Linked DNA regions of Mus musculus: regions 1, 2 and 4 are each linked to region 3. The links are chromatin contacts, called in public HiChIP or PLAC-seq and Micro-C maps. All regions are on one chromosome and are shown on one strand. Each heading gives the region's core, a stretch centred on a gene start, on an enhancer-like site or on the middle of the called end of the contact. The rest is flanking DNA. Distances are from core to core; before and after follow the strand shown.

What was found. Hi-C and Micro-C count contacts between places; a contact is called where the count stands out from the background. HiChIP or PLAC-seq counts read pairs in DNA pulled down with a chosen protein or histone mark.
Region 1: a Micro-C map of embryonic stem cells shows a contact between it and region 3, with 3 times the contacts expected there. The contact joins the promoter of Slc35f5 here to the promoter of Lypd1 in region 3. A contact is called at or near these places in 7 of 39 promoter capture datasets (cranial neural crest, embryonic stem cells, frontonasal cranial neural crest and 4 more) and 2 of 484 Hi-C or Micro-C datasets (both in embryonic stem cells).
Region 2: an H3K27ac HiChIP or PLAC-seq map of VIP interneurons shows a contact between it and region 3, with 6 times the contacts expected there. The contact joins the enhancer-like site here to the promoter of Lypd1 in region 3. A contact is called at or near these places in 5 of 39 promoter capture datasets (HPC-7-derived erythroid cells, the SN4741 cell line, cranial neural crest and 2 more), 1 of 484 Hi-C or Micro-C datasets (the HPC-7 cell line), 6 of 115 datasets of contacts at active chromatin or transcription factors (VIP interneurons, astrocytes, embryonic basal ganglia and 3 more) and 4 of 9 other capture datasets (adipose tissue, embryonic stem cells, liver and 1 more).
Region 4: a contact with region 3 is called in an H3K4me3 HiChIP or PLAC-seq map of embryonic basal ganglia, with 4 times the contacts expected there. The contact joins the enhancer-like site here to the promoter of Lypd1 in region 3. A contact is called at or near these places in 5 of 39 promoter capture datasets (Sertoli cells, cranial neural crest, embryonic stem cells and 1 more), 9 of 484 Hi-C or Micro-C datasets (the G1E-ER4 cell line, the HPC-7 cell line, cortical neurons and 5 more), 12 of 115 datasets of contacts at active chromatin or transcription factors (astrocytes, a beta-TC-6 cell line, craniofacial prominence and 9 more) and 2 of 9 other capture datasets (adipose tissue and liver).

The regions. Positions count from the first base shown.
Region 1 is chr1:125,559,593-125,564,364 of GRCm38.p6, reverse strand. Slc35f5 (solute carrier family 35, member F5) reads right to left here and starts at 3,363. Exons shown (of 16, transcript NM_028787.5): 1 at 3,081-3,363; 2 at 2,000-2,090; 3 at 1,724-1,865. The coding sequence starts at 3,120.
Region 2 is chr1:126,332,109-126,336,606 of GRCm38.p6, reverse strand. The region is part of intron 5 of Nckap5 (NCK-associated protein 5); the gene reads left to right. Among named protein-coding and RNA genes, the nearest start is that of Gm35562, 290 kb to the right of the region's middle. Within about 2 kb of position 1,601, at least 4 of the 459 cell types and tissues checked have an H3K27ac peak or open chromatin away from gene starts, as enhancers often do. A contact at or near this core is called in VIP interneurons, where this site is marked.
Region 3 is chr1:125,909,648-125,914,024 of GRCm38.p6, reverse strand. It overlaps Lypd1 (Ly6/Plaur domain containing 1), which reads left to right and starts at 1,811. Exons shown (of 3, transcript NM_145100.4): 1 at 1,811-2,186; 2 at 3,497-3,634. The coding sequence starts at 2,135. It overlaps Nckap5 (NCK-associated protein 5), which reads left to right. Exons shown (of 17, transcript NM_001081756.1): 17 at 1-389.
Region 4 is chr1:126,389,981-126,394,678 of GRCm38.p6, reverse strand. The region is part of intron 4 of Nckap5 (NCK-associated protein 5); the gene reads left to right. Among named protein-coding and RNA genes, the nearest start is that of Gm35562, 350 kb to the right of the region's middle. Within about 2 kb of position 2,893, at least 6 of the 459 cell types and tissues checked have an H3K27ac peak or open chromatin away from gene starts, as enhancers often do. A contact at or near this core is called in embryonic basal ganglia, where this site is marked.

The sequences.
Region 1 (4,772 bases), core at 2,114-4,613, 350 kb after region 3:
AGTCGGGGTGACAGAGTCTCACTGTGGGCAGGAACTCACTATGCAGACGAAGCTGATGTGGGAACTCAGGGAGATCTGCCAGCTTCTGCCTCCTGAGCACTGGGATCTAAAGGCAAGCCTAGTTTCGGTCTAAAGCTTTTTATCGGATAAACAAAACAATTTATTTAATGCTGCAAAATGTAAAAGTTAGCTTTAGGAACCCATCAACATGAAAGTGATTTCTCGGAAGCAAAATTATGAAATGTGAATCTAAAAGGTTACAGAATAGTTTTCAAGTGAAAAGCAAAGTGTCTGTGGTATTCCAGAGCCAAATCTCAGAAGGGCAAAAGATTATTTACTCACAAGACATAACCGCAACTATTGGCCTAGCTATAATGTGAGATCCAGGATATCAAATGGTCTGTTCTGACATTTAAAGCCATTTTATAAACATACGTTTATAAAACGTAGATATTTCCTTATGACTGCAATATGTGAAGCCTAAGTGATTAATTCTGAAAATAAAAGTTGTGACAGCCGGATGGCTCAGTAGGTAATGGCTCTTGCTACCAACCCTAATAACATGAATTTGATCCCTGGACCCATAAAATAGAAGGAGAAAACAGACTTCCACAAGTTGCCCTGTGAACAAATAAATAAACAGAATAAACAAAAGTACCCTAAAATACATATTCTGTATACAACATAATGCCTCAATAACTTTTCTAACCTCTAGATATAAATTGTTAAATTATAATTTAATCTACAACTTTTGTGTTCTAAATCCTTGGCACATTTACACACACATACATCTAAATAAATAAGTAAATAAATAAATGTAATAAAAACTATAAACAACAAAATTGTTATCTTCTTCTTACAAGGATCATTAACAAAAAAGAAGTATACAAACTCAAAGTAAAATTAGCTTATAAACTCAAAGTACCACACTACTCCCAATGAGACATCGATTAACAAACAGCTTAACTGAAGCCAAACACTGCAATTTTGATAAAAATGTGTGACTCAGTAAACACACAAGTGTGGATTCACCAGTGTATGCATGTGGATAACAGTGGCTTATACATGAAAAATCTGATGACTTATGTTTATTTTCCAAAAATACCCTCTTTTTCAAATTTATTCTTATGTATCAAGAATCTACTAAGCTATATACCCAGACCCTTACTTTCTACTGTCCCTCAATGTTTGTTCCCTAAAAAACAGTATTTATGAAGAAATAAATTCAATTTTGACTAACACAAAACCACCTTTTATGTAATTAAAAAAAAATCTTCTGAGATATGTTTCCTACAAATGTGAGAAAGCTGTAGGTAGGACTGTAGAAATGGCTCCATGATTCAAAGAGCTTAGTATTCCTTCAGAGTTTAGTCCCCAGTACCCACGTTACAGGACTAACAATTATCTAAGTTCCAAGGACTCAGATGCCCCCTTCTGGCCTCCACAGGCACGTGTGCACACATGTGCATATATAGACACACATACACACAAAGTTTTTGTACCTTCAGAAAACAACAAAGAGCATCCTGTCAATTTTTACTTTAAATGACACTAATTCAGTACCAAAGAAAAACAAAGAATTCAACAATATTTAAAATACTGATGTTAGAAGCATGAAAATACTATAGCTTGACACTATATGTTATCCTACATCATTAGCAAAATCCTCTAGGTCCATGTTAATTCTATCACAGTGCAACATCATTGGTGGAGAAATACATACCGAGGTGAGTTCTGAGGATGCCACCCATATCACATCAACCAGCAGGAGAATCACTATCCCCAGGGCCATTCGCCTGCGCTGACTGAAACCACTGCTCTGGGAATTCACACGGTTCATGATAAACACATAAACCATTTGCAGTCTGTTAGTTTAGAAAACAGAGATCTCATTAGAGCCTCTTTGAGAAGAACCACATAAAAATTAGAAATCCAGCCCAAGGAAACAAGAGACATTTGCTAGTAGTCTCTGCTTTTTACTGATAACATGAGAATTTACCTTGTTGCAAGGGCTTCTCTGAGATCCTCAAATGCAATGCCTGCAAAGCGGGCAGAGCCCAGTCCAAATGGAGGTAAAGAACTCAGCCCACCTAAAACAGCACCACAGAAATAACGCTTAGGGAAAGTTCAAGTGTAAAATCACATCTTTTCCACTCTTCACCTTCAAGGACTATCAAAATGTATGCAACAGAAGCCACCCTGGGGACATGTAGCTTAGTAGTGCAATGCTTGCCTAGCATGCATGAGTTCTTGGGTTGCATCCCAAACACTTCCCAAACTGGGCACAGTGGCACGTGTCTATAATCCTAGCACTTGGAAAGTGTGGGGTGTGGGGGGAGGGGAAACCAGAGAATCAGAAGATCAAAGTCAGTCAGAATACATACTGAGTTCAAGGCCAGCATGGGCCATATGAGACTGTGTCACAAAATAATAACAACAGCAAAACAAATACAAACAAGAAATCCCATGCTAGCGGTGTCGCTCAGCTAGTAGAGTGCGGAACCAGGCCATAAGCCTGGTGTGCTGGTGCATGCCTGTAAGGCAGAAGACAGAAGTTCAAGGTTACCCTTGGCTACAAAGTGATTTTTGAGACCAGTCTCGGATACCTAAGACCTGTCCCCGACCTGACACCTCCCAGCCCCCCAAAAATAAAAGGTTATACTCAAAGAGGTCCTGGGTACCAGGCGGGTAAAAAAAACGAGAGAGAGAGAAGAAGATTCCACATATGGCACATTGAAGAGTGCTGTAAACGGATCCTCGAAGTCTCATAAACAGAACTCTCTAGATTCTCCCTTCAGGACATCCGCCCCTGGCAGTCTAGACACGCGTGTCCTTACCCCCCCATCTCCAGGGGATTCAGCTCGCTGACAGGAAGTGATGTGCGAGGGTCCACTCCCCTCACGTGAGAACCAGGATCATCCTCGCTCCCCACCCGCCCAGTCACGACAGAAAACAGCTGGCACAGGGAAGCCGCCCCTTGGCGAGGGAAAGACATGAGGAAAACCCAGCCTCTTGCCTCGTGAGGGGCGTGAGAACTCTGACCCGTCCTCCCTGGCCGCGGACGCCGGCCCACCGCCTACCTGGCCTTCCTGCCCCTCGATGGAGTCGTGGCGGCACCATGAGCGGCCCCGGCTCGGCCCGCCGCCCAGAGCCGCCGCCTCACACCGCACGCACAGACCCCAGCATCGTGCCCCACAGCAAGCCCAACTTAAGAAGCTGCGCTGCCCCTCGGCTCAAGGCCGCGGCTGTCACAGCACTCGGCCCCGACGGAGGGGAGTGACCCAGGCCACCGGACGGCGCTGGCAGCGAGAGTCCTGGAGGCCCGGATTGCGGCCGCGGCCCAGGCCCCGCCCCCGGCCGGTCAGCCAGCCAGGCCACGCCCACTGCTGGCCAAACAAGCCCATCCCACGGCTGGCCAACCGGCAGGCCCCGCCTCCTGCCCGTCAGCCAGTCAGACTCCACCCCCGACCTATTGACCACCTAGAGCTGCCCTTTGAGCAATTAGCTAGGCGAGATCCCAGTCAAGCTCCGCCCCTGGGTAGCGAACCTGGCAGCGCATCCCGGTAGACAGGAACCGCTCCGGGTACCCTGGACCCCATCCTGGAGACTCTAGGCCCCCAGCTTGTCCACCAACTAGGTGACATCCTCCCCATCACTCAGTGAGTCAACCGGTCAAGCTCAGCTCTCAGTTCGTCCACCCGGCGTCCATTCTGCCTCCTCCCCCAGTTGACAATCCATACCCTAGGCCTGGGTGGTCTGCCCAGAGCCCCGCCCCCCAGACAGCCCGGCAGTCCCCGCCCCTGTCCAGTCAGCTTCAGCGGCCCCGCCCCCTAGCCCAAAGACTGCGGGCGCGCAGGTTACGTCACGCCGGACGCGACTTCGGACCGGGGGAGGGCACGTTTCCTGGTTCTTGTTGCCGTAGTGTGGACGCCAGCCTTGAACAGGCTTGTGGCTTGGAGTCGTGACAGTGGCGCGAAGGAACAGAGAAGGGAAGAGAACAGAGCGGAGAGGGCGGGGATGTCTAGAAGAGGGAGAACCCAGCCCTGGCAAGGCTGCCAGACTTCCCCACTGCCCCGCCCTGAAGCGAAAGCTGACTGCACCATTTCTTCCAGTGTTTAAGCAAGCATTTTCCAGTAGCCCTTTCTAAAATCAGGCAGTGTAGCTTGGCGCCCCGTTGGATTCCTAGATCGTTTTTGTCCGTAAACTAGAGCTTCATTCTTGCAGTTAGAAGTTGTAGACCAGGTTATTCATCTCCCTGGCCCTCACTTTTTTTATGGGAAGAAAAAAACAAAAACAAAGCCATAAAACCATGTGAGTGCCTCGGCTGTATGTTTACACCCAGTATACATACATTCTCAAACAAATCAGTTCAGCCTGTGACACATAAGACCTCCACAGATGCTAACCATGGGTTTTTGTTTTATGGGTATTGAAGCTCCCATAAAATTGAAAAATTGGCCAGGATCCTGATTTATATTTAGATTAACACGAGACTTAAGGCTTCTGTAGCCACAATTGCATTGTTAGCATTTTTATCAAATGAGGCAAGGAAATATTTTTTTCTCATGTAGTCACTGTGTTTCATCCTTCTCTTTTAACTTTGTCTACAAAGTCTTATGACTAAAATTAAGATGGACATTTTGTGATCTGGTCGGATTCTAAAAAACTCCTGGCATCAAACACTTCTAGTCACTGAGAAACCCACTGCTGGAACAGGAGAGATAACTTAGTGGACAAAAGTCCTTGCTGTGCAAGCATGAGGTCCTGAGTTT
Region 2 (4,498 bases), core at 352-2,851, 420 kb before region 3:
CACTTATAGGTATTGGGGATACCCAGGGGGCCACCTACTCAGAGGAGAAGGGGACTGGGGGAAGAATTGTGGGAGGTGTTGATCAGGAGGTATTCAGTGAACAGGATATAAAGAGAATAAATAGAAAATTAATTAATTAATTAATTTAAAAATTACAATATATTAAGAATTACTACCATGAAAGAAAAGAGGAAATCTGAACAAAGGAACAAGTCACAGAGCAGTGGTGTTCCATGGCTTCTGCTTCTGGGTTCCTGCCTTGAGCTTCTTTGCTGATGAAATGTGATATAGAAGTGTAATTAAAATAAATTCTTTGCTCCCTAAATTATATTTGGTTATGTTACTTCTTCACAGTAATAATTTAAAAAAAAAAAAGAAGAATAAAAAGAAGGACTGGAGAGATGGCTCAGCAGTTAAGAGCACCGACTGCTCTTCCAAAGGTCCTGAATTCAATTCCCAGCAACCACATGGTGGCTCACAACCATCTGTAATAGAATCTGATGCCCTCTTCTGGTGTGTCTGAAGAGAGCAATGGTGTACTCATATATATAAATTAAATAAATAAATCTTTAACACAGAAGAATAAAAGGAAAAAAACCAGAACACAAATGTCTTTTAACACATGCATATATTTATATATCCTAACCCATGCCTCTTTTCTTCTGTGGATCTGGTCCTCATACACTCTGATAGATCTCCACTCAGTGTCTATGCACTGTGAACTTTAAGGTACTCTACTCTAGAAGAGTGTGTGCACTCTGCTTTGTCACCTTGAGCCTGTTCTTTCCATCTGTGGCCTAGTTTAACTACTGCATCTCCCTGTTCTTTGGCCATATTTCCAGCCCTGTGTTACTCCTTTCTCCTAGGATACCCTTCAGTATATATACTTCTCATCATAGGACATGATTCCTCATGCTACAGTGCCCTTCTCACTAATTCTATATGTCTTTGACTTTGAGAATATATTTCTGTCTTACACTTCTTGAAAGTAGGCATCTAATAAAAGAAAGAAAGAAAGTAGGCATCGTAATTCACAGTACTCAGTAATCCTAAATAGTACAAAAATTTTTTTAAATATCATAAAAATGCTAAAGATGAACTTACTGTGAAATGTCAGCTAAGTGTGTGTGTGCGCGCATGCGCGTGCGGCACGTGCTTATTTGCATAGATGTATGGCAGGGTTACGTCTGCATATGTGTTTGTACATGCAAATACCAGAAGTCAACCTCCACTGTCATTCCTCAAGCACTGTCCACCTTGTTTTCTTGAAACAGGGTCATGCAGGTATGAGGACCTGAGTTTGATATGACAAGCACTTTACCAAGTGAACCATCTCCCCAGAAGCCTTGAAAGTCCGAGTATCTTAATGTAATTCAACTTTTAAATCTTTCCCTATCAACTAGAATATTATACACAATGAAATCTTTCCTTCTTAAATTTGGCTTGCTAAGAATTAATCAGAAAATCTTTAGTTTCAACCCTCCTCAATTTCCAAGTCCCCTTTGCTGCCATAGTCCATCTGGCCCTACGAACATAATTGCATCTCCCTTTGATGAGTCAGTGAGTTGCCGGACCTCGGGGCTGTGATGCTGACCATCAATTACCATTGCGTAGGACAAAAGATATAGATGTGGAAGAGACTGAGTATTGAACTGCATCTGAACGAGCCCAGCATAGCCTGTGGAGATCACTTTGTTGAATAAATCCCTTGTCAGTGAGTTCCTATTGTGGGGCTTTATTTCTTCTAAAAACTTGCTCAGTTGAAGGAGAGAAGGGAAAAACCCAGTGCTGTATATTGGCTTTCCATGGACGATGGGAGCAGGTCTGCTCACCCCACACAGGGCACTGGTGACAAACCAAAGAAGGATCCCAACCTAGTTTCATTTAGTAAACCAGTGACTTTATTACAGTTATTTACAAAAGCATTGGGGAAGGGTTACTTATATGAGCACAGGTAAGGGGTAACCTACAGGAACATAGCTTAAAGATTACTCACTGGATCATGGGTGTGGGTTTACTAAAAGGAATATGGGCAAGACATTATTCATAGGCACATGGGTGAGGGGTTGCTCACAGGAGCAGGAGGGACGAAGGGGTTATCTGTTTGAGCTGGAGTGGGGCGTTATCTGCAGGAGCAAGAAGGGGGAAATAGACATTTCCAGGAGCTTGAGTGAGTGATTAGAGGAGCCTGGGTGGCTCAGAGACAGCTGTTTGACTAAATGCCCACTGCCTCATGGGTAAAGTCTCTTGAAATCTTTATCACTGTACCTCCCTACATAGCTTGCAGGCAGATCAGCCCCTGGGAGAGTCTCCTCTCCACAGCAGTTTTGTTGCTGATTTGATGGTCGTGGGGAAGAGCCTCGTAAGTCCTGTAACTTTCAGGATTTCTCAGAGCCTTTTAAGTTTACTTGACTTGCTTGGTCTTGACAAGCTTCCTTCTAGGATGGAGTGCTCCACTTTGGAGGAAAGAACTACAGAATCCTAATCAAGACTTGACCTTTCCTTTCACGAAGAGCTTGGCTCCAGGAGGTCTTAACGCTTCTCCTCCAGCTTCTATGCAGGGATCCATCAGTTTATAAAAGGTGATCCAAGAACTTTTCTGGCTGTATGATAGTGTCTCTGACCTAATAGGGTTCAGAAACAGGTCTGCCAATGTTCAGGTTCAACCGGGCCTCTTTAGTCTAAGACATTCTTCTTGCTTTATAAATAAAGAACCTGAGGCCATAGTACTGAGGCTGACTGGAGAAAGATGTAGGACCAACCATTACCTTCCTGTGTTCTTCATCGTCAGTGAGGAGAGTCAGGTTTTGGTTTTGTCTGGGGCTTATTTTTAGATGGCATACATCCTGTGATTGATGTTGGAAAACATGAGCATGTCTTGCCCTGGCAGTCATGAAACTTGGAATCAAGTTCTGTGTCTGATTCCTGAACAAGCCACTCTATGTCTTGAATAATACAGATATTTAGTATTCTGAAATGTAGAGAAAATTGCTCCTAAGAATGATAGAGTTTTCGAGACCAATGCGCCCTTTCATGGCCCAGTTTTACATGATTCAAATATATAAGATATCGAATGTTAACAGCCATCAAAGATTGACTAAGGACAGCAACCCCAAATTCTGTATGTAATGCCTAAAAGGTTAGTGACATTGACTCTTGTGAACATATGCAAAGTGGTAACAGGAAAAAGGGAATAATTCTTAATAATTATTTCAGAAAATGAAAAATTAAGGAAGGTGAAACAGCACCAGATGGGAGGGGCTTTCAATAGAGGAAAAAACCCACTGAATTTCCTTTGTCAAGGATTTCCCCATGTGACAGTGGCAGAAACTGGAGGAACTCTGGTTGAGGTTTGAGCTTGGATCATCACATTCCAATTCAAAGGTCGCCTACCTAGGCCCAAAATGATGCACTGTTCTTGAGAGGTACATCCACTTGGGAGAAGCTGAACCCGAGATTGTCATCCTTATATGCCTCCAGCTTTGACCTTGACTCTCAGCTCTTCGTCATATTGCCAGCCTTAGCACTATCAGATCTTGTAGGTGTTTCCAGTGTTTTCCACTGTACCACTCTGTCTTCGTTCACATTTGTGCCCACATTTTTAGGATCACTTTGATGTTTTTCTATGACAAATAGTTGACTCTATCCCAGCCACTAAGATGGATCTGCAGTCTTAGCTATTTCATATTTAGCTCTTTGTCTATCAGGTGATCAGAGGAGCTCTTCCTTAAGCCACCTTCCCTTCTAATTCAGTTGTTAAAGCTGGCAGTTATTAACATTAGAAGCAGGGGTGCACCGAGTAACAGCAGTGGTTCACATGTATCCCTGGAGTCTTTGGAGGGGCTTGCGATCACACATCCTCAGGCTCCTCTTATCTGATTATCTCATCTATTAGAGAATCATAGATTAGCTCATACCTACTGGCAAACCTTCTTATGCATTTCACTGAGTGCTCCAAACTCTGGCCTCCAGACCCTCTATCCCCCCACTCTTCTGGTTAACTCCAGCCTCTGCTCTCACTGTGGCTTTTATTAGTACCCTAGTGGTCTAGCATCAGTAGGCTAAGATGGGGAATGCATGCATATTCTAATGGCTGGTGAGCCTTGGCACATTCTTCCTTCCAACCCCCCCCCTCAACCCCTCCCCCCGATGTTCTCCTATGTTTGCAAAAACACCCTTCCATTACAGGCAAACAGTTTGTCCTCAAAACAGAGCTTCTTTTATATTGGCCAGAAACAAAATGGTAAAAGAAGTAGGCAGTGAGAACTCTTTTTCTAGCTTTCACCAGAAGGAGATTCTCTGTGAAGAGTCACCATCTGGACTGTGTGAAGCTGTAAAATGACCTTTTCTTACTCATACCATCCAAGTTTCTAGAAGAAGGTCAGCAAACAAAATCCTCACCAGAAGTGAGTCAGAGCCTGAAAACACGTGTCTTTGTGCTTCCCTTCACTGCTCCAAGTAGCAGCAGAGGCATCTTCGCTGATTCCAGTTGGATTCA
Region 3 (4,377 bases), core at 562-3,061:
TAAAAATAAATGAATGGTTGGTGCTATGAAACTTTCTTACTTTTTAATATCCTTTTTTTCTATTAAAGACTGTTTATATGGGAGGATAAATTCTATTTTAAAGGTTATGTGTATTTTTTCTAGACGTGAACTATTTATAATTCCTTCTGTACAGAAGCCTACAGACCAGGCAGACTAGAGCTATGTTTAGGATTTGTGTGGTTACCTTAGAACACTTGTATCTTTATAGAGTATTGTATGACCAGTGTTATTGTATTTGTGCAATTTGTTGTATTTGGATTTCATTACCTTAAATTCAAGCTGCGTGTAAAGTATCCTCCTTGTCTTTAGAAAAAATTCTTTTGTTTCATTTCATTTTGGAATAAAGGTCTTATCACAATTACACCCTATAAGAGCAGAAAAGAACTTTGTTCAGGGAGAGGTTGGTCCCGTGATTATTATAATTATGTCTCACGCTTGCTCTGTGGAGAGGTTTCCCTGAAAGAATAAATAAGCCAACCCTCTTGCTACTGTAATAGTAATTCGAACAATTGTTAAGATCCACACTTCAGACAAGCGAGTAATGGGCAAAGCATCCTTGTCTCCCCAAGGAGTTAACCAGCTAGAAATGAGGGGGAGGGGTGGGGGAGAATGAGCCTGAGGCAGCTATGGACCGATCTCTGCAAAGGAATTACAAGAAAGTCATTTATGCCTCTTTCAAACCTGCTCTGCTGGCAGGGTAGGGACATAAATGATCACATCCCAGCTGAGAGACCACTTCCCCTCGGGAGACCTCACAGGAGAGGGGTGATGCTTAGCCACGGGTTTCCACCGAATCTCCCAAATCCCAAATCAGGGGTGGGGGTGGGTGGAAATGCGCGGGGGTTGTGGGCGGGGGCACCAAGAGCTGCGACTGCCTGCTCTGTGCACAGCACAGTCTTCCACAAAGCTCCACCAGGAAGGCAAAATAACACCGTGGTGTCCCGGGAATACGCAAGGTGGGTCACTTAGAATTGTCAGAAAGGGGAGTAGTGGAGGAGGGAGGCAGCCTATGGCCAATTGGCCATGCTTTAGCGCTGTAAGGAGTGTATACCCATAGCTGGTGGCTTGGGGGAGCAGTCAGACCCATTTGCTTTTCAGTGAGAGCACAGATCCGGGTGTCCACTCCCCAGGTAGCTTTATTTCTGGGCTAGGAGACCGAGGCTGAGTCAATGCATCCCCCTGCGGTGCATGCAAGCAGGTGAGGAGATGGTGGTTGGGCTAAGCGAGCTAGCTGCGGTAGGGTCACCATCGTACTCGCAGGCATTCTGCTGGAAGACCCAGGTGGCCAGTGAGGTGGGTTTCTCTCAGGAAGAGGCGCGGCTGCGTCGGACACCCCAGGGAACTCGCTGCTCCGCAACTTTGCCAGGTGCTCAGAAACAGCCCTTCGCTTTATCCAGGGCAGTCACCCAGAGGGCCAGGGGGCAGCGAGTGATAGAAGACGCCGGGCTGGGTGGGCGAGACCCAATTGCAAGGGTACTGTTAGCACCGAAAGGGAACATAACACCTGGAAGGGAAGGGTACCGCAGCCTAGCACTCGGGTCTCCGAGTTCGCATAGGACAGGTCCTGATGGCACCTGCTGCGCCCTAGTCACCTCCTTATTCCTAACCTCTGTCAACACTACTCCCGAACCCAGCAGGCGCTCCTTTCCAAGGAACTAGAGGAGGTAGGCTAAAAGGGTGGCAGAAAGGGGTGGGGACAGTAGAGAGACAGTCCCAGCCTTCCCCGCCCTCCACCCCCACCACAACTCAGCAGCCGTCACGTGGTACCCGGAGTGGGAGGGGTGGGGGCAGAAGAGGCGAGACTTTTTTGGGTGCTCCGGATCGCCAGTAGTTCTTCAAGCCTCAGCAGCCAACTCCTCCGGAGGCGCTGCGCTCCGCCCCAGGGAGCGCGAATCCAAGGAGCCTGGGACCAGCCTCTGGGAGCCCCCGGCGCGGGCGATGCGGGCGCCGCGGGCGACACCTGCGGCTCCTCTCGGTGGCAGCCGTCGCTTGGGCGGCAGCAGCGCGAGCCTCGGCAGCCTCGGCAGCTACTGTCGCCGCGGCCAGAACAGCCTCCGCTGCGGTCGTGGTCTCTGATGCTCTTGCCCGCTCCCGGCCCTGCCGATCCGGGAGGATGTGGGTTCTCGGCATCGCAGCAACTTTTTGCGGATTGTTCTGGCTTCCAGGTAAGAAGATGAAGAGGCCAGCTGCCTGGCCAGACACGCTCCTGCTATCTCGCCAAGCGTCCCTGCTCTCAGCCCCAGTGCGCCCAGCTGTGGTCCGCGCTGCGCTGGGGCTACCCAGCGGGAGTTTGGTGCTGGAAACTGAGACCAAAGGCGCTAGACTGGGACGCTCTCCAAGTCCCGCGCTGCAGGAGAGCCGAGAGCGGCAGATTGGCGCGACTCTTGGCTGCAGCTGCGTGGGGTACACAGTCGGGGATACAGAGCTGGGATTGGGGAGGGTCCTTGAGTTGGGCGAGACAGGAAAAGGAGCGACAAGCCTCCAACCTAGTCAAGTTACCCAGTGTTTGTGGCCACCCAAGGGAGCGGCGACGCTGACAGGTGAGCGACTCGCCGGACAATCCTCTGCTGGGGGCGGGGGAGCAGCCCTTCCGGACTGAGTGAGCTAGCTGTGCTCTTCCTGCGATCGGTAGGGTGTTAGGAAGGGGCATGCGGCCCAAAGAGAAGCTCCCAGATCAGAGGAGAGCAACCAGGAAAATATGGTAAGTAACTGCTCCTGATCGCGGACTCTAAGCTATCAGAATTTTTTTCCAACAGCCATGTTTTTCAAAAAAAGGGGTCACAAGACAGGTCTAAAAGGGCTGCATTGTGGTGGTCCCTAAGCAGACGCGCACATCCAACGCAGGCACTCTCTCATTACATCCTCTCCAACCCTCAGCAGCAGCTGCCCCTGTCGCTGATCACAAGAAGGGAGCCTGAGCTGGAGGACTGAGCAGGGATACTTAGCATCCAGCACCTCCCCCCCCCCCCAGGTTGCAGGGTGGTCTCCAGGAAGCATCAGAGCCTCAGCCCATGAACGCTGACTTAAAAGATTAAATAAATAAAACCGAAAACGCGTCAGCCAATGCAATTATGAACGGTGCCAAAATAGTAATTAACCAATTTGTAGCCAATTAGTAATTAGGCTCAGACAGGAGCTCAAGCTTGTACCCCACTACTTTGATCTGGGATTTGAACTCTCACCGGTCTCTTTGCAACTTCTTGCGGAAAGGCCGGAGGGGTGTTATAGGAGCTGTTTGTGTCTAGAGAAGAAATGTAGGGTCTCTGGCAGGGCTTTATCCTCCTAGACCCTGGGAACTGATGCCGCCGCCCCCTGCTGGCTTCAGGCACCTCCAGCCTTCCTGAACATCAGGATGCAGAGCCCAGAAGCCCTTGTTGTCTGGGGCAGTACACGGTGATACCGGCCAGCCAGGATGTGCTCTGTGCAAGCCAGATCTTAACCAGTGTTTCTGAACCCCACCGCATCTGTCCCACAGGGCTGGCGCTGCAAATTCAGTGCTACCAGTGTGAAGAATTCCAGCTGAACAACGATTGCTCATCCCCTGAGTTCATCGTAAATTGCACCGTGAACGTTCAAGACATGTGTCAGAAAGAAGTGATGGAGCAAAGTGCTGGTAAGATACTCTTTCCCCCTCCGACCCCCTTGGAAGGCTGGGAAAGGAGGGTATTAAATTACAGGAAAAGATCCTGACTGATGTAACACACATGCTACTGTGTGTTACACATGCACTTGGGCACACACACACACACACACACACACACACACACACATACATATACACTCACTGGTTAGCACAGATGTACTTTTTACAGTTCTGGGGAAATGAAGAGTTGGAAGTTACTTTAAACTCATTAGGGTTAATTGCCAGGGCTTCTTCCCAGGGGACTCCTGAGAAGTTATTATAAATCAGTAGCTTTCCTTTATTTTTATCTTTATTTTTTATTTACACCTTTCACCTTCCTGGACTAAAAAGCTGATGGGGCAGTGAAAACAATATATGGATAACTGCCCCGGCTCTAGCAGCTCGACAGTAGCCTGTGAGCAATGTCAGACTGAAATATGAAGCTACTTGAAGTTCCCAGAGGTCAGAACTTGAAAAATGTGTTTTGTCATAGCGCCACACCATATTTCTTTGAAGAACGCTATAGGATCTTTATTTAATTTTAGAACTAATGCATCAAATTCCAAGCACAAATTGCCAAGATCTTCCACAGGAAGGATACCCCCACCCCCACCCCATACCCTAGCTATTTAGCTACTAGCTAGCCAAGTCAAGAGACTGTATGTCGTACAGCTGAAGAAGGGAGTTAGCTGGAACCGACTTCACTCTAGCTAGTAAGTCTTGAAAGGTAGAAT
Region 4 (4,698 bases), core at 1,644-4,143, 480 kb before region 3:
GAAACAGCACTTACTGCCCACTGTCTCATATTGTTCATCAATTCTGTGACTACTGGCTATTATTTAGGGAAAATGCTTAGAACCCAGCTGGACTTCATGCCCAGTTATCATTTGTACTGTTAGGAATAACCATGCTCCTTTCTCTTACTTTCATTCATGTCATATGCCCTATAATTGTTTTTCCAATTTCTCCATGAATAAAGGAGGCATGTTTTTGTAATTTTAATTAATTAATTAATTAATTAATTAATTAATGTCCTTTGACTGGTTCATACACATATAATGACTTTTGATCATTGTCATTTGCACCACTCTTTGTCATCTCTTTCCTTCTCTTGGTGAACCCCTTCTTCCAGACAAGCCCCCACAGGGTTTAATCACTGTTGTTTACATGCTGGACACAGCAGGGGCAACTTACTAGTGGCTCCACTACTGAAAAAAATGATACTCACACCCTGCAGCAGCCATTAATTGTCTGTATTCCATCCAGGAGGACTGGTCTCTTGGGCCCTTCCCCGTCCATGATGAAATGTTGACAGGCTCAGTCTTGAGCAGAGAAACACAGTTGCAACAGAGCTCATGAGTATTCAGAGCTCATGGCTATGCCATGTCCAGAAGGTATCTTTTACTCTGCATCTTCCCAGCATCCGACTCTTAAATTCTTTCTGCCACGTCTTCCGTGATGTTTCCTGAGACTTTAAGGGGTCCTAGAGCTGTTTCATTTAGAGCCAAGCACTCAGCAGGTGTTTATTCATAGCCCTTAGAACAATAATGAGTCTGTGCATCAGCTACTTCCCACAAGGTGTGTTTAAATGTTACTTTCCTGTTACTGTTCTCAGACAGGGTCTCCAGTAGCCGATGGACTCCCAGCTGCCTTAGGCCAGTGATAAATTTGAAGCTCTGGTCCTCCAGCTTCTACCTCTGGAGTGTTTGGGATTTCAGATATGTTTGCCTCCTCAAGCCCATCATAGATGGTGCTGGGGCTCAAAACTAGGGCCAGCAATCTACCTCCTGCACCATATCCTCAGCACTTAAATGTCTATATGCCTGCTTTGTCATCTATTGTATTGATGTTGGTAGTAACTATAGCATGGCTTCAGTGCTTTCAACCACAGTTTTAAGGAATAGATTCCTTCTGTATTAAACATAAAAATAAAGACAGAATCTCTCTGGCATAGCATTTATTTGTTAACAACTACTTGTAAAAGATGTTCAGTACAGGGAACTGTCTGTCATTAATGGGTCCTCTGCAATTCCCTCCGACCCCAGAGGAGAAGCCACTGTGTACGAGTGGCGCACCTGCCCCTTAATGTCAGCTAACAAACACAAATTGGAACGTTCTGCATTGTACGTGTTCGACTTAATCCTTTGGTAATGATTCCTGGGATTTCTAGGCTCTCTCAAACATGTTTGTTGAACAGTATATGAATTTTTCTACCTGTTAAAGGGAAGCAGTCCTATTTTATAACATGCAATGCCCAGAAAATAACTTAGCCTTATGATTTCCTGAAAGAGGTAAAATCTCCAAGACTAATTTTCAGGATCTTAATATAGTAACAATAAAAATGTTTAGCATTCATTTTTACTGTGTCTTATTCAGGCACAGATTTAGTTTTGAGCTCATATTTATGTATACACATATACATATAATAATTTATAAATGGAGGTGCAAAGTGAACATAAACATATCTTTAGCCTAGGTACAAGAGTCCCCTATTCTTTAGTAACCCCTTCCTCTTCTAGCCATCTGCAGAGAGTGACTTTAAGAGTGCGTTGACCCTTGTCCCTTGCTAGAGAGACCTGAGATGTGCCTGGTCACTCTAGAAAAATAAGCATCTTTTAGGGCCTCTTTTTTCCTTAACAATTCAAAGCAATCTTTCAGGATTTCTGTTTCCCTTTGACTATAAGTTCTATAGCAAGGTAAAGGCACTAATGTTGCCATGTGGTACAGCAACTCCTGCTGTGTTCAGACAGATCTGATAGAATGTTCCAGGAAAAAAAAAAAAAAAAAAACACTTGTGAATGAGAGAGAGCTAAGCATTCAACCAGGGTGGGAACTAGGGAAAATCTAGGAGTTTCAAAGCAGGCCCCTCTCAGCATGGGTCCTAACCCTTGCTTAAAGCACTCACAGTAGACTTGTAGCCATGTTGTGCAGTTCCTCAGTGAGCATGTGTCCAACCACACCGAAGCAGGTGTTCTATACGTGTTGACTCCAGTCCCTACTGGCATATTTTTTTATGAATCGTATTTATCATGTCTTCATTTGCTCACCACTGCTGTCACTGGGGACCAGTCCTGTGTCATGACATTATCCTTCATTTATATGATTGATCAAGGGCTAAATGTACTTTGAAAGGAGCCATTTAGGGAGTTGGGGAGACAGCACAGTAAGTAAATCGGATACTGTACAAGTATAAGGACCTCTGTGTAATCCTAGAACACACATTAAAAACCAACCAATCAACCAACCAAACGGGCAAACAAACAAACTGGCTTCAAATTGTAGCATCAGGGAGACAGAAACAAGAAGAATCCCAGGACTTTCTGGCCAACTAGCTTTGCCTAATTAAGGAGTTCCAGGCTAGTGAGAGACCTGGGTTTATGGAAGATACCCAAATTTGACCTCTGATTTCTGCAGGCCTATAGCAACATGTGTATATAAATGTGTACACATAAATGGTTGCCTAGGCGTTCTTGTAAGAAAACACATTTTCCTTTTTGATTGATGGATGCACTATGTTTATTCAGCTCATATATTAGTGTTTAATGATTTTTTTAAAAATAAACATGGTATTTCTATAACGCTTCCCTCCCAGATTAGCACACAGAAAGCTTTCAGTGTGTAATACCTTTCTTTACCTTCTCCTAAGGCTGATGATTCTGTGAAAGGAATCACTGAAGCACAGAACTGTAGCTGGCTCACGATTCCATGACGATCTTTTAACTCTTCTAAGCTGACCTTTCCAGGATGAAATGCGAATGTTTGCATTTCCCAACAACCATTAAGCAAACTGCCGGAAATCATGTTTTAAAAAATTGTGAATTTTCTCCTGTAATCTGTCTGCTCTCAAACTCTTGAAGCTGATCCTGTAAACACCAGGCCCGTTATTCTCAAAGCGTTGCTTGAAGAAACAGCTCTATGTAAAGAAGAGTCTCTGCCAGGCAATGGGAAGTGTGAAGGCCATCTGGAATGTTCTCCAGATGAATAGAAAGCATTTGTGGAAAATTAATATTAATTGCCAGGATCCTGCGAGCCACTTTGTGGCAGACTTAAATGCTTCAGCAGTAACTTGTACAGTCAGATGTTGACATTATAATTATTCTCTTATTTTAGAAGAGTGAATAATTACCATAGCAAACACTCTAATTTCCCATACACATAATTACACCCATTCACTGAGGAAAGACAGCAATATAAAGATTCCTAGTCTAAATAGGATTCTTTCCTCTCTCACTGATCTACAAAACGAAGGGGGCTGAACTGAATGAGTGGAAAAGGTACAATCTTAATAAATGCAATTGCAAATGCTCTGGAAGGCAAGCCCTAGCAGAAATTAAATTTATGACTTAATAATTAATGCATGAAAGGGGCTGAGCAGGTGAGACAAACAGCAACTTGGATTTGCGTTCTACATGCCACAGGAGAAAGTTATGGACATGGGACAAAACCAGCAGGGGAAACTGTATGAGGTTTTTAAGATCAAGATATCTGTATATTATTGTTAGCATCAGGATTAAGACTAAAAGTGGTCACTGACAGTCACCCTTAATAAGCACTTACTGCAGTTTTGGACCACTCAGCGCTTTGCTACTATGATGGGTAGGTTCTTACCAAGCATAAGACTAAGTCTCGTCCTCGTCTTAACCACGCAGTGATTTGGAGGAGGTGACACAGAGCTGTATATGGAATTCTTAGCAAGTGTTAGCGTGACATGTAGATTTTTTGTTTGTTTGTTTTGTTTTGTTTTTATTGGAGCTAAACAGTAAGAGTATGAGAGAAGATGACATAGATGTAAGGTTCAGGAAACATGGAGGGCACTGCAGGCAGAAAGACGGTACAAGTAGAAGGGATGGCGTATTATGGGATGCTATCTTTTAAGCAGGATTTGGCCTTTGAACTTTATGTCAAAGCAGTTGTGATTGTCTGCCCCAAGCCTTCATGAGTTCTACCCATCAATATTCTGTCATAGAAGAGGCAGGGGCTCTGAAAGTACCACCCTTCCATGAGGACCTGTAGGCCGTTAGTTAAAGATGTTAAATATGTCAGGAAAAAAGAGACATATTCTTCAACAGTGTCGCTTCTGGTACGTTTGCCATGGTCTTGTAAGTAGCTCCTTCCCATGCTGTCATAAGCAGCTCTAATGAAATTCAGCTGAATATGAAGCTAAAACGACATGAAAGCACAAGGGGACCTGTTGAGAAAATGCAGAGGAAAAGTGGGGAGGGAACATCAGAATATGATCAAAATGCCATGTGTGTGTATGTGTGTGTGAGGGGTTATGTGTGCATGCACGAATGTGTGTGAAAATCTCACAGTGAAGCTATTGTATATAATTATAAATATGCTAAGAGAAATAAAAAGCCTATCAGAATGTAGGGTACAGTGTAAATTAGGTGGGCGTGTTCTAAGAGAAGCATCAAGTTTGAGAAAAGAAGGCAGGTGTTAACCTTCATGGAAAATTTACCCATGGATTAGAA